Regions from separate parts of the Mus musculus genome. Here region 2 is linked to region 1. A link is a contact called in public Micro-C data. All regions are on one chromosome and are shown on one strand. The core of a region is the stretch at or near the end of the contact, and the rest is flanking DNA. Distances in the headings are between cores, read along the strand shown. Region 1 overlaps Helz (helicase with zinc finger domain). Region 2 holds the start of Cacng1 (calcium channel, voltage-dependent, gamma subunit 1).

Region 1 (4,958 bases), core at 1,684-4,183:
GCTGGAGCCATGATTTAAACTATCCAAATGACAGAGGCAATCACCATTCGCATTGTGCAATATCTCCCTCCCTCAAGAGTTTACTACTCCCCCGCAAGCACTCTGCTTAGCACATGAATTAACTGCAGTCCTTTGTAGATCCAAGATGAAGTTGGAAATAAGCCATCGGAGGACCCAGCCTCAAGCTAAAAATTAGCCCTGCCCAACTCAACAGCAGGCCACAGGAAGAATTCTTCACTTATCTGCGTAGAGAAAGTAACAACTCGAGTCAGGAAAAGACTAAAATTGCTAGTCCTAGGCTGCTCGCAGTGGTCTGTCTTCAGAAAAGGCGACAGCTTCTTCAGCAACACTCAGGCTGCTAAGGAGAGCTCCCAGCAATGTGTCTGCACACTCCACTGTGCCCAGTCACCTCCCTAACAGCACAGAGCTGTTTGCATCCAAGTCTTTCTAATTGTAAACATAAACACAAATGGCAAAACCACAGCATTCTAACACTTTAACCAACACACTTTGGAGAGACAGTTGAGCAACTAAAACAAAATTCTCCGGACAGGAGCGAAGTTAGGAGACCCACTACTACACTTAATCCTGACTCACGGTGAGGTGCTCCAGCAGACGAAAGTGCTGCTGTGCCAACATGAGGTGGAAGGAGAGGCCCAACTACACAAAGTTGCCTGCAGACATCCAGATACAGGCTGTGGTATTAATACCCATATGCATCTCTCTCTCTCTCTCTCTCTCTCTCTCTCTCTCTCTCTCACTCTCACACACACACACACACACACACACACACACACACACACACAGAGGCAAGGACTCGAGCAGAGTTCTGTACCCTGGAATGCACGCCTTTCCCCAGATTTTGTCATTGTGATTATAAACAAACTGCAACAGTGTTCCGACAGGAGACTGATACCATGTGACCGCAGAACTGCTCCTAGCTGAGCTATGAAACCTATGAGCTTATTTCATGTTTATTTTTGTAAAGGAAAAGCTCTTTCCCTAAGCTAAGCACAGCCTCTTTAGTTACCAGCTTTCTCTTGTAGAGGACGCTATGAGCATGGGGCTGCACAGATAGCTCAGGGGACAGTGAAGAAGGAGCCAGTGTGGGGGCCCAGGCCTGAGGAGTGGGGACAAGAGTACAGAGGAGGAGCTGGGCAGGGACAAGGTCCTTAGCCAGCCAGAACAGTCAGCTGTGAGCTCCAGATGGAGAGACCTGCCTTGGAACCACACGGAGGAGGGGCTGGAGCCACAGCTCAGTGCTCAGGGACACCTGCTGCTCTCCTAGAGGTTCATAACCACCTGTAAGTCTAGAAACCTGCCCTCATGTGCACATGCCCATACACAAATATATATATATACACACACAATACAAAATAAAATTAATTATAAAATAAAATAAGAGTCAAGAGTAATCCTAACATGAGAAAGAAGTACCTGCCTTTAATCCCAACCCTTGGGAGGCAGAGGCAGGAGGATCTCTTTGAGTTCAAAGCCAGTCTGGTCGACATAGAAAGTTCTAGGACAGTCATAGCTACATAGAGACCCTGTCTCAAACCAAACAAGCAGAAACCTTAAAAGAAAATGACTACAAAATTATCACAACTTGGAACTGAGAATTACTAGATTATATTATATACATTCATGAAATCATTTAAAATAAATGTAACCATAAATTAAGTTTTAAGCAAGGGGACGAGCAGGACAGGGAGAGGCAGCAGACAGTAGACAATTTACTACATTAGTCTGTGCTTGACTGAAGGACACGGGACGAGCCCGGCTCAGGCTCGGGCACTAGCTGCCCTCTTCTAGAGACGTTAGCCACAGGTAACCCCTGAGCTCACCCTGTCACTTCCAAAGTCAGCCTCCTGGGGAGGCCTCCTCTGAGTGCAGCCTTTCTAGTCAACACCCCATCTCTTACCCCTAAGTGCTCCTCTCCCCTCCCTCCCTCCCTCCCCCTCCACTCTCATTTACTTAGTCAAATTCTACACAGTGTTCTCATTCCGTTTGTCGTCAGTCAACTTTCCTGCCCTGTAGAGTGTAACCACCATGACGACAGCGATGTCTGTGTGTTTTGCTCACTGACCATCTCCAGACCGGAAGAGTGCGGAGCGGAGAGTAGAGCGCAGAGTACAAACGCACTCGGGGGCATCGCTGACTGCTCGCAGACTTAAGTACACTGAGGTCTAACTGCTGACTGCTTGCCGACGGAAATGAAGCATGCATGTACCATCAACAGACCTGAATAACAGATCTCTCACTAACATCATCAGGTAACAGTAAGCCAGACTTTAATTCACTGTGTGATGGTACAGACAAACACATGCATAAAGATGTAAATTACTCCATACTTCTATTTAGATTCTCTCAGTTCAGTGACACACTTACCTACACCTTCCAATAGAGCACAGAGCAACAGGGTCACCCACCACAGCAACCAAGGACTGTGCTCTGGTGATGGCCGTATTGAGAAGTTTGTAGTTGGATAGAAAACCATAATCTAAGTCCTCGGTGGAGTCTTCCAGGAGTTGCTCTTTCTTTTTAATTGGCGTCTGCTTGTGCTTGCAAGTGTGGCGTGTACGCACTGTGCTAAGAAACAGAACTCTGAACTGCTTTCCTAGAAAAACATTGAAAGAAAGACAGATCATCACTCTGCCATCACTGATGCAGTAAGTCTTCCATCTTCAAAACCGTACTGGCTGAACGACAGCTGCTGGTGGAGACACCAGAGATCCTAACCACATGCAGCTCTGAGTGCATGGCTGCTCTGAAACTCTGCCAGTTCCTCACAAATGAACCACCGTGACCATCTGATCCAGCAAGTCCACTTCAGACAAATCCTACCAAACTGCAAGCAAGGTCTCCATGAGGTCGCTGCTCCCAGGCTCACAGAAGCCTTGATCATGATGCCAAGAAATGTGACCCAGGGAGCACAGACACTCCAGTGTGATTACACACAAGTGGCCCAGCTGAGACATGCCACTATGTGAATGACCCTCAGAGGCACTTCATTCAGTGAACAAAACCTAGTCACAAAAGGTCACATGTAAGTTGAGGGAAAAACCCCTAACCTGGACCCCTGAGATCTCAACGTGTCTAACCAACCCCAAGCACTCTGGGTAAGAGATACTCAGACTGTACTGCCTGAATCTAATTACAAGAGGCACTGAGTACTGAAACTCCCACAGAGAGAAAGGAGAGCAGAGCACAGTTAGCCAAGGGCAGGAGAGGAATGCAGGTATTATTTAATGGGCACGGAGTCTCCCTTTGCAAAGATGGACAGTTCTTGCGGTAGATGGTGGTGAGGACTACACCACAGGATCCTCTACTGGCCACACTGAACTGCACATAAAATGCTCAAAATGGGTAAGTTTTGTTGTGCACATTTTACCATACACATAAAAAGAGGTTATTTTATGATTTTGTTTTGCTTTTGAAAACATGCCAACAATGTCTTACTAAACTGCCAATGCAGGCTGGCCTCAACCCCGTGTTGGGATCCTCTTGCCTCGGCCTCCTGAATGCTCACATTCCAGAGATGTACCACCATGCCTCGCTTGATGTTTTTCCTAATCCTATTGTTGGAGTCAATCTGTGAGATTATCTAGGGCAGCAGCCATCCAACACAGCAGCCTTCGCCTTGAAGCAGGGCACTCAGTCCTCTCTCCTTGAAGCAGGGCACTCAGTCCTCTGCCAAGCAGAACAAACACAGCCGGCTTCACAAAGAAGCTTTATGGAGTCTGGCTTCGGAACATTGTTTCTTACCGTAATCTAACATCCCCTCATTGTACCACAAGGCTCCAAATATTTGGTCTCTAGTTTTCTCTTCTCCAATTCCACATTTTCACCTGCTCCCACCCATGTGGATAAAGAATAGAGCATCTTACATGCTCTTACATTTACATCTTCTCTTCAAGCAGAGCATTTGTGTCCATTACAGAAGCACCCAGCGAAGTGAGGCCGGGATGGGGCAGAAGGGAATTCTTGCTCCCCATGATCCAGACACTAGGTCACTATTCCTGCTGCATAATGCACCTGACTCTACTAGGCTTTCTCTGGTGTTCACCTTCTAACACTGCTTCATCTGGTTCTGGAGGCATGGTGTGGTTGAGCCCGTCCCGAGGACATGAGACCTAGCCAGAGCAGTGCTGGGAAGTTATCTGGTGGTGCTGATAAGAGAGGGCCAATATAGTGAGCAGCTCTGCCACCACGCAGGCCCAGACCCAGGACTCTGTGGTGTCCCACCCCAAAATCTCTACCATCTAAGAGTGGCTGGGGAAAGTGAAAGGGCCAGTCCTGCTGTTCCAAAGCTGCAGGATCTCCATGACCCAGGGCAACAACAAGATAACTGGGAGGAGTCCCAGTGAGGATCCAATGATGGAGTCACATAGGCCACAGATCCAGACCAATGACTCACTGCAAAGAGTACCTGCAAGTGAAGGTGTGGACAGAGGGGTGGACTGGGAGACACACTGTGACACACTACAGCTTCAGTGACATGTTTTCTATGCTTTACTTTGTTGTTGTTTATTTGTATGCGTTTTATTTTGGGGGGAGAGTGCGAGGACAAATGGCAGATATGAAGCGATGGGGAGATGAGTGGGACTAAGGTATATGATGTGAAACTCACAAAGAATCAATAAAAAGATAAAATAATAATAACATGCTTCAAATATTTAGTAGGCACAAAGTTTAAAACAACTCATTTCATGAACAGTGAAAACAAATTTGCAGACACCTAGTCACTTAAGGAAGTCTACAGATAACATATTTCAAGTTAGTCCCCAAATGCAATACAGCAGCATGTATTATTTATATGATGTTAGGGCTGTATCATATAGATATTTGTGAAATTATATAACTATGATAATAAAGTCAATTTGTTAATACTACCTTTTGTTTTAATTTCTCTCTTTTTTTTCTATTTTATTTTTTTATTTTCTTTACTTACATTTCAA
Region 2 (4,958 bases), core at 1,175-3,674, 68 kb before region 1:
ACACCCCCCTCAAAAGTTAGTGTGGGAGAGCAAAGGGTGCCCCAATGTCTGGAAGTTAAAAATGTACTTGTACACTTCACAAGCCCACAATTGCTAAAATTAAGCAGGTTTTTTTTTTTCCTAGATACTTTGTCTTTCTCTGAGCTGAGCAGGAACAGCAAGTGTCTGTCAGCAAAACGTTCGACTGTGGGTCAGCCACACTCGATGTCCGGTTGAGAATACAGAGGTGAGGACAGGGAGGAGAAGCAGCAGAGATGGAGAGGTTTGTAGTGGAGCTCTTGGGAGATTATGCCCGGGGACCAGGCTCTCATGGAAAAGCGACAGTTCTGATGGAATCACACTAACACAAGCTCCTACATGCAGGTGGCAGGTCTCAATTTACCTCCCATAGCCTATTCTGATCATCTCTGCTCAGTGCTCATCTCTGGGCTGCAGATTCCCCCATCTGCTCCAAGACTCTTTAATTAAAAAGTTTCTCCCAGTTCCAGCCATTGGCTCAGAGTTCAAGGTATGAAATTATGACACTTGGCTTCCCCATTTCCCGGGGACAAATGACACCTTGTGCCAGAGTTTGCGTGTCCTTATCTACAAAGTGGGGGTGACAGTTGTGCTCATCCCGTGGATTAGTGCGAAGATTCACCTGACAGCCTGCTTTTGTCTGTGGCGGAATGGCTGTCGGGAGTGAATTAAGGGGAGAAGGATTTCCTTGGCTCACAGTTGAGAGAGCTCAGTCCACCATGGTGAGGACGGCATGTCGGCCAGGGCTCAGTGGAGGCGACGAGAGCCTTTGTGGCATGACAGATTATCAGAAGCCAGAGGACTCGCTGAAAGCAGGCTGAACCTCCATAGCTTCTCACCATAGCTCTCTAGAGCCCTCCTCTAGTGGCCTCCGCCAGCTGCACCTCCCACACTCATACCCACCCATCAGAAGGCTGGTCTCCAGCAGAGGGCCACTAAGACAACAAGCACTCCCTGAGGAGAAGCTACAGTACCTATTCTCAGTGGGGTCAGCACTGAGTGACTTTAGCATCTGAATGCTCCTTACACCTGGCGAGAGCCTTCCGATCATAAACCTGAGGCTGAGATTTTGGAGGTGCAACGCCCTGCCCAGCTCTAGTTGGGTTCTAGTTCCAGTCAGGTGTCAACCTTGTGGATTTACCCAAAAAGGGCCACCTGCTGAGCTGAGACAGTGACAGATGGCAGAACCTCAGGAGCTGGGCTAGGAAACACAAGGCCATCGGACAGGGGTCCCGAACCTTCCCAAGTTCCTCACTCTATCTGCATCTCGTTTGCTTCTTATGGGTCACCTATGAATCAATCTCTTTCTACCCCTGTTGAAAATAAAATGGCCCCAAGACATAACCCAGTTGGTAGCCTGCTTGCCGGGCATGCACAAGGCCCTGGTTCGAGCCCCAGCACCTCATGGTGGCACATCAAAGTAATCTACTTGGGAGGTAGAGGCAGAGAAGGTGAGAATTTGGAGGATTCCTTGGCTACATAGCAAGTGTGGGGCCAGCCTGGGCTACATGAGAGGCTACATGAGAGGTGAGGGGGGAACAGAATGGAAACTCTTTCTTGCCTGTCTCTGAACACAGTGCAAAGCAACAGCTCCGGTCCAGTCCACTTCCTGGCCTCATGACCCTCGAGGCTGCTCTGGGTGCTGCAGAGAGCTCTTCACAAACATCTGAAAAGCACAAGGGCTCGTGAACCTCAGGGGCAGAGCTGCTCTTCTGGGCCCAGTCGCAGATAGATGACAATAGTAAAACATGTGACCTGTGTCAAGCTAGGCTCAGGCCTGGGAATCAGATAGAATGTTCCTGGGACCCAGGGGACGAGGTAGGACTTGCCACTAAAGAGCTTGCTTGGGAGGTGGGCTCTGTGGAAGTTCCTCCTGCTTTCCTGCAGACAGTTTCCTGAGGTCCTCACAAACACTGCTGGTGTTGGTAGCTGCCTTGGCAGGGTGAGACGGGAAAGTTGTGCCGTCAAGAACTCTTGGGGTTCCCCTTTTGGTTCTGAACACCCACACAGCTAATGAGCCTGTTGACCACTGCTCACACCCCACACACACACACACACACACACAACCTAAGTCTACTCTGTAGATCTCTCAGGCCACTATCAAGAGCTTGGCGTTTTCGAACATCAGATACCCACCACTATCCGTATCCACTCTCTCTCTCTCTCTCTCCCCCTCCTCCGGGACAGGGTGGGGGGTATTTCTAGCCCTCAGATGGGAAAAAAGCCCTGAAACCTGAGCCGAAGGAATCCTCAGTGCCACGCCTAGTGACAAGCATTAATAGAAGTCTTCCTCAGGCCCATGACACGCCTGAGCAGCTGCTCCGACTGCCCAGTGTCTCTCAGCCCCAAGGCCAGCCCACTCTGGCTCAGCCAGACACACTAAACTTAGCTTCCACTCCCAGCTCCGTAGCCACTGCCACCATCTAGCTAGCTGCCTGGGAGACACTGCTGCTGCCCCCTGCCCAGAGCACCCACACCTCAACGACCGCCATGTCACAGACCAAAACAGCGAAGGTTCGTGTGACCCTCTTCTTCATCCTGGTGGGCGGGGTGCTCGCCATGGTGGCCGTGGTGACTGACCACTGGGCCGTGCTGAGTCCACACCTGGAGCACCACAATGAAACGTGCGAGGCAGCCCACTTTGGCCTCTGGAGGATCTGCACCGCTCGGGTTGCCGTGCACAACAAAGACAAGAGTTGTGAGCACGTCACACCATCAGGGGGTAAGGGTTCCATTTTCCTCTACTTCTTTCCATTTCTTGTCCTTTCAAGACTCCAAGATAAGTTACCTGTGGGAGCAGAGTTTGTTGGCAGATTTTTCTGCAAAGGATCAAGATGGAAACAGCCTGAGGTACTTTGTATGGCCAGAGCTAAGGTAGAAAACTAGGGCATTTGTCTCCAGCTCCATCTTGTAAGGCCTATGTTCTTCATCCAGTGCAGGTGGCTGGACCAGTAAGTTAAGAGACTCCAGAAACTTCTGGTCGACCAGACCAGGGACTTCTGGCCCCAACAGCAGACACTCAGAAAGACTCAGTGTTGTCTTAGGTCCGTTCACTCCCTACACAGACAGGCTAGTAACCCAAAGACCTCAGGCTAGAGGAAACTATGGGGCAGACTGGCTCTTAGCCTCTGAGACAGCAGCTCTCAGCCTGTGGGTCACAACCTCTTGGGGCTCTCATATCAGATACCCTACATATCAGATATTTACATGATTCATAACAGCAGTGAGATTACAGTTATGAAGTAACAGCAAAATAAGTCTATAGTTGGGGGCCACCATAACGCAAGGAACTGTATTAAAGGATCCTTGACATTAGGGAGGTTGAGGCCATTGCTCTAGGCAAAAGTATAGGCAAGATTCTTCCTACCTAGTTTGTCAGGCTGCGTAACAAAAAAAATCCCAGGTTCCTGGTTCTTAAGTACTGAGAATGTCAAGTTGGTGAAGGCAGAGCATGGACCAAGCATGGACTCCTTGGGGGTTGGGGTGGGTCAAAGCTGCCGCATGGCTATAAAACAGAAGGTAGTGTGTAGATGCTTTGTTAAGCCCGTGGTCCTACTATGTTTTCTTCCCTAGTTTACATCACTCGGATTCTCCACGTTTCCTTCTGTAGTGGTTGAAAGGTATTCTTCCAATCCCTACCCATACCTTGCAGGCAGGTCCTTGCCTGGGAGCTTGGGTGTTAGTGTGATACATCATCTCTATTCTGCCAGTATAGAGCCCCTGGGATTCAGAGCGAGCGAAGTATGCATGGTAGAAAAGAACATGCCAGACAGAAAAGAGGCCCAGGCTGGAGCCACAGCTATCCACTGCCCTCTTAAAGGACCTTTTTTTGTTTTGATACAGGGTCTCCAACTAGTTATGCATCTAGACAGTTTATGCAATTCTGGGGGGTGGAACCCAGGCCTCAGTGGGTCACAGCATGTGTGGCCTCCATCCTGACATAGAGAACAATGCCTTCTGTCCCCCTGCCTAACGCTTGTGGTTCAAGCACTCAGTCCTGATTCTTAAAGACCCAGCAGTCTGCATGTGGAGTGCAGAGCAGGCCCTCCCATCCTTCTCCTCCCTCCTCTTTCTTAGCTCTTGCTTCAGGACACCCAGGCGTCACTCATCACTGCTGGGGATCCAGAGATTTGTAAGCAGTCTTGGAAACAGAGTCTCAGCATGGAGGGCATTGAGTGGTGTGAGCATGTGCTTGAAGGATATCGTATAACCTGATGCCCACAGCCCTTGGCCACTCTACACACTCGTAAACAGATGCATCATCCGGCCAACTCCCTGGGCAGGGCAGAACAGGGCGAGGCAGCTTCTCTGGGATCGTGCGTGAGAAGGGACATTACAGTTCTGTCCACCTGTCCTTTGAGCCATGTGCCTTTTAAAGTCAGAGCAGATGAGGCATGTCTACACAGAGAGAGACAGGCTGGCAAGAACACCGATCTCAGGGGACCAACAGGCAAGGCTTGCCCTTGAGCCTAAGCAGAGCCTGTTTGTCTGCCTTCTTGCCCTCACCAGCTGTGAATCACGCTGCCCACACTTGTGACACTCACCCTATCCTCCCCCAGTTGTCTTCCAAAGCCAACGGGCATCAATTTCCTTCCACATCTACCTTTTCTGTGTTCCCTGGGACCTCTCTTTTCTGTAAAAGGGCTCATACGGCGTGCTATTATTTACAAACAATTGTAGTAACAGCATGTCCGCATAGGGCTCTGTGTTATGAGGGCTTTGTGTATATTAACTTTGGGTAATACCAAAAAAAAAAAAAAAAAAAAAAAAAGATGAGGGAGAGATAACCCCTCCACCACCCCTCCACCACCCCTCCTCCCACTGAATCTTCTCCCTCATCGACAGCGATGAGAATTCAGGGGGAAAGGAAGAAGAAACAGACTCTTTATTTTCAGAATTCTGGAAATTAATCAAAATCTTAGCGCATCCTGGCAAGTGCT

What was found. A called contact is a pair of places that touch in the nucleus more often than the background predicts.
Region 2: a contact with region 1 is called in a Micro-C map of muscle stem cells, with 1.7 times the contacts expected there. The contact joins the promoter of Cacng1 here to the enhancer-like site in region 1. A contact is called at or near these places in 5 of 39 promoter capture datasets (the 3T3-L1 cell line, the HPC-7 cell line, HPC-7-derived erythroid cells and 2 more), 8 of 484 Hi-C or Micro-C datasets (the G1E-ER4 cell line, embryonic retina, muscle stem cells and 3 more), 1 of 115 datasets of contacts at active chromatin or transcription factors (oligodendrocyte precursor cells) and 1 of 9 other capture datasets (pancreatic islet).

What each region holds. Positions count from the first base shown.
Region 1 is chr11:107,646,771-107,651,728 of GRCm38.p6, reverse strand. It overlaps Helz (helicase with zinc finger domain), which reads right to left. Exons shown (of 33, transcript NM_001368755.1): 23 at 2,389-2,617. Among named protein-coding and RNA genes, the nearest start is that of Mir6932, 12 kb to the right of the region's middle. Within about 2 kb of position 2,933, at least 12 of the 459 cell types and tissues checked have an H3K27ac peak or open chromatin away from gene starts, as enhancers often do. A contact at or near this core is called in muscle stem cells and pancreatic islet, where this site is marked.
Region 2 is chr11:107,713,942-107,718,899 of GRCm38.p6, reverse strand. Cacng1 (calcium channel, voltage-dependent, gamma subunit 1) reads left to right here and starts at 2,424. Exons shown (of 4, transcript NM_007582.2): 1 at 2,424-2,740. The coding sequence starts at 2,509.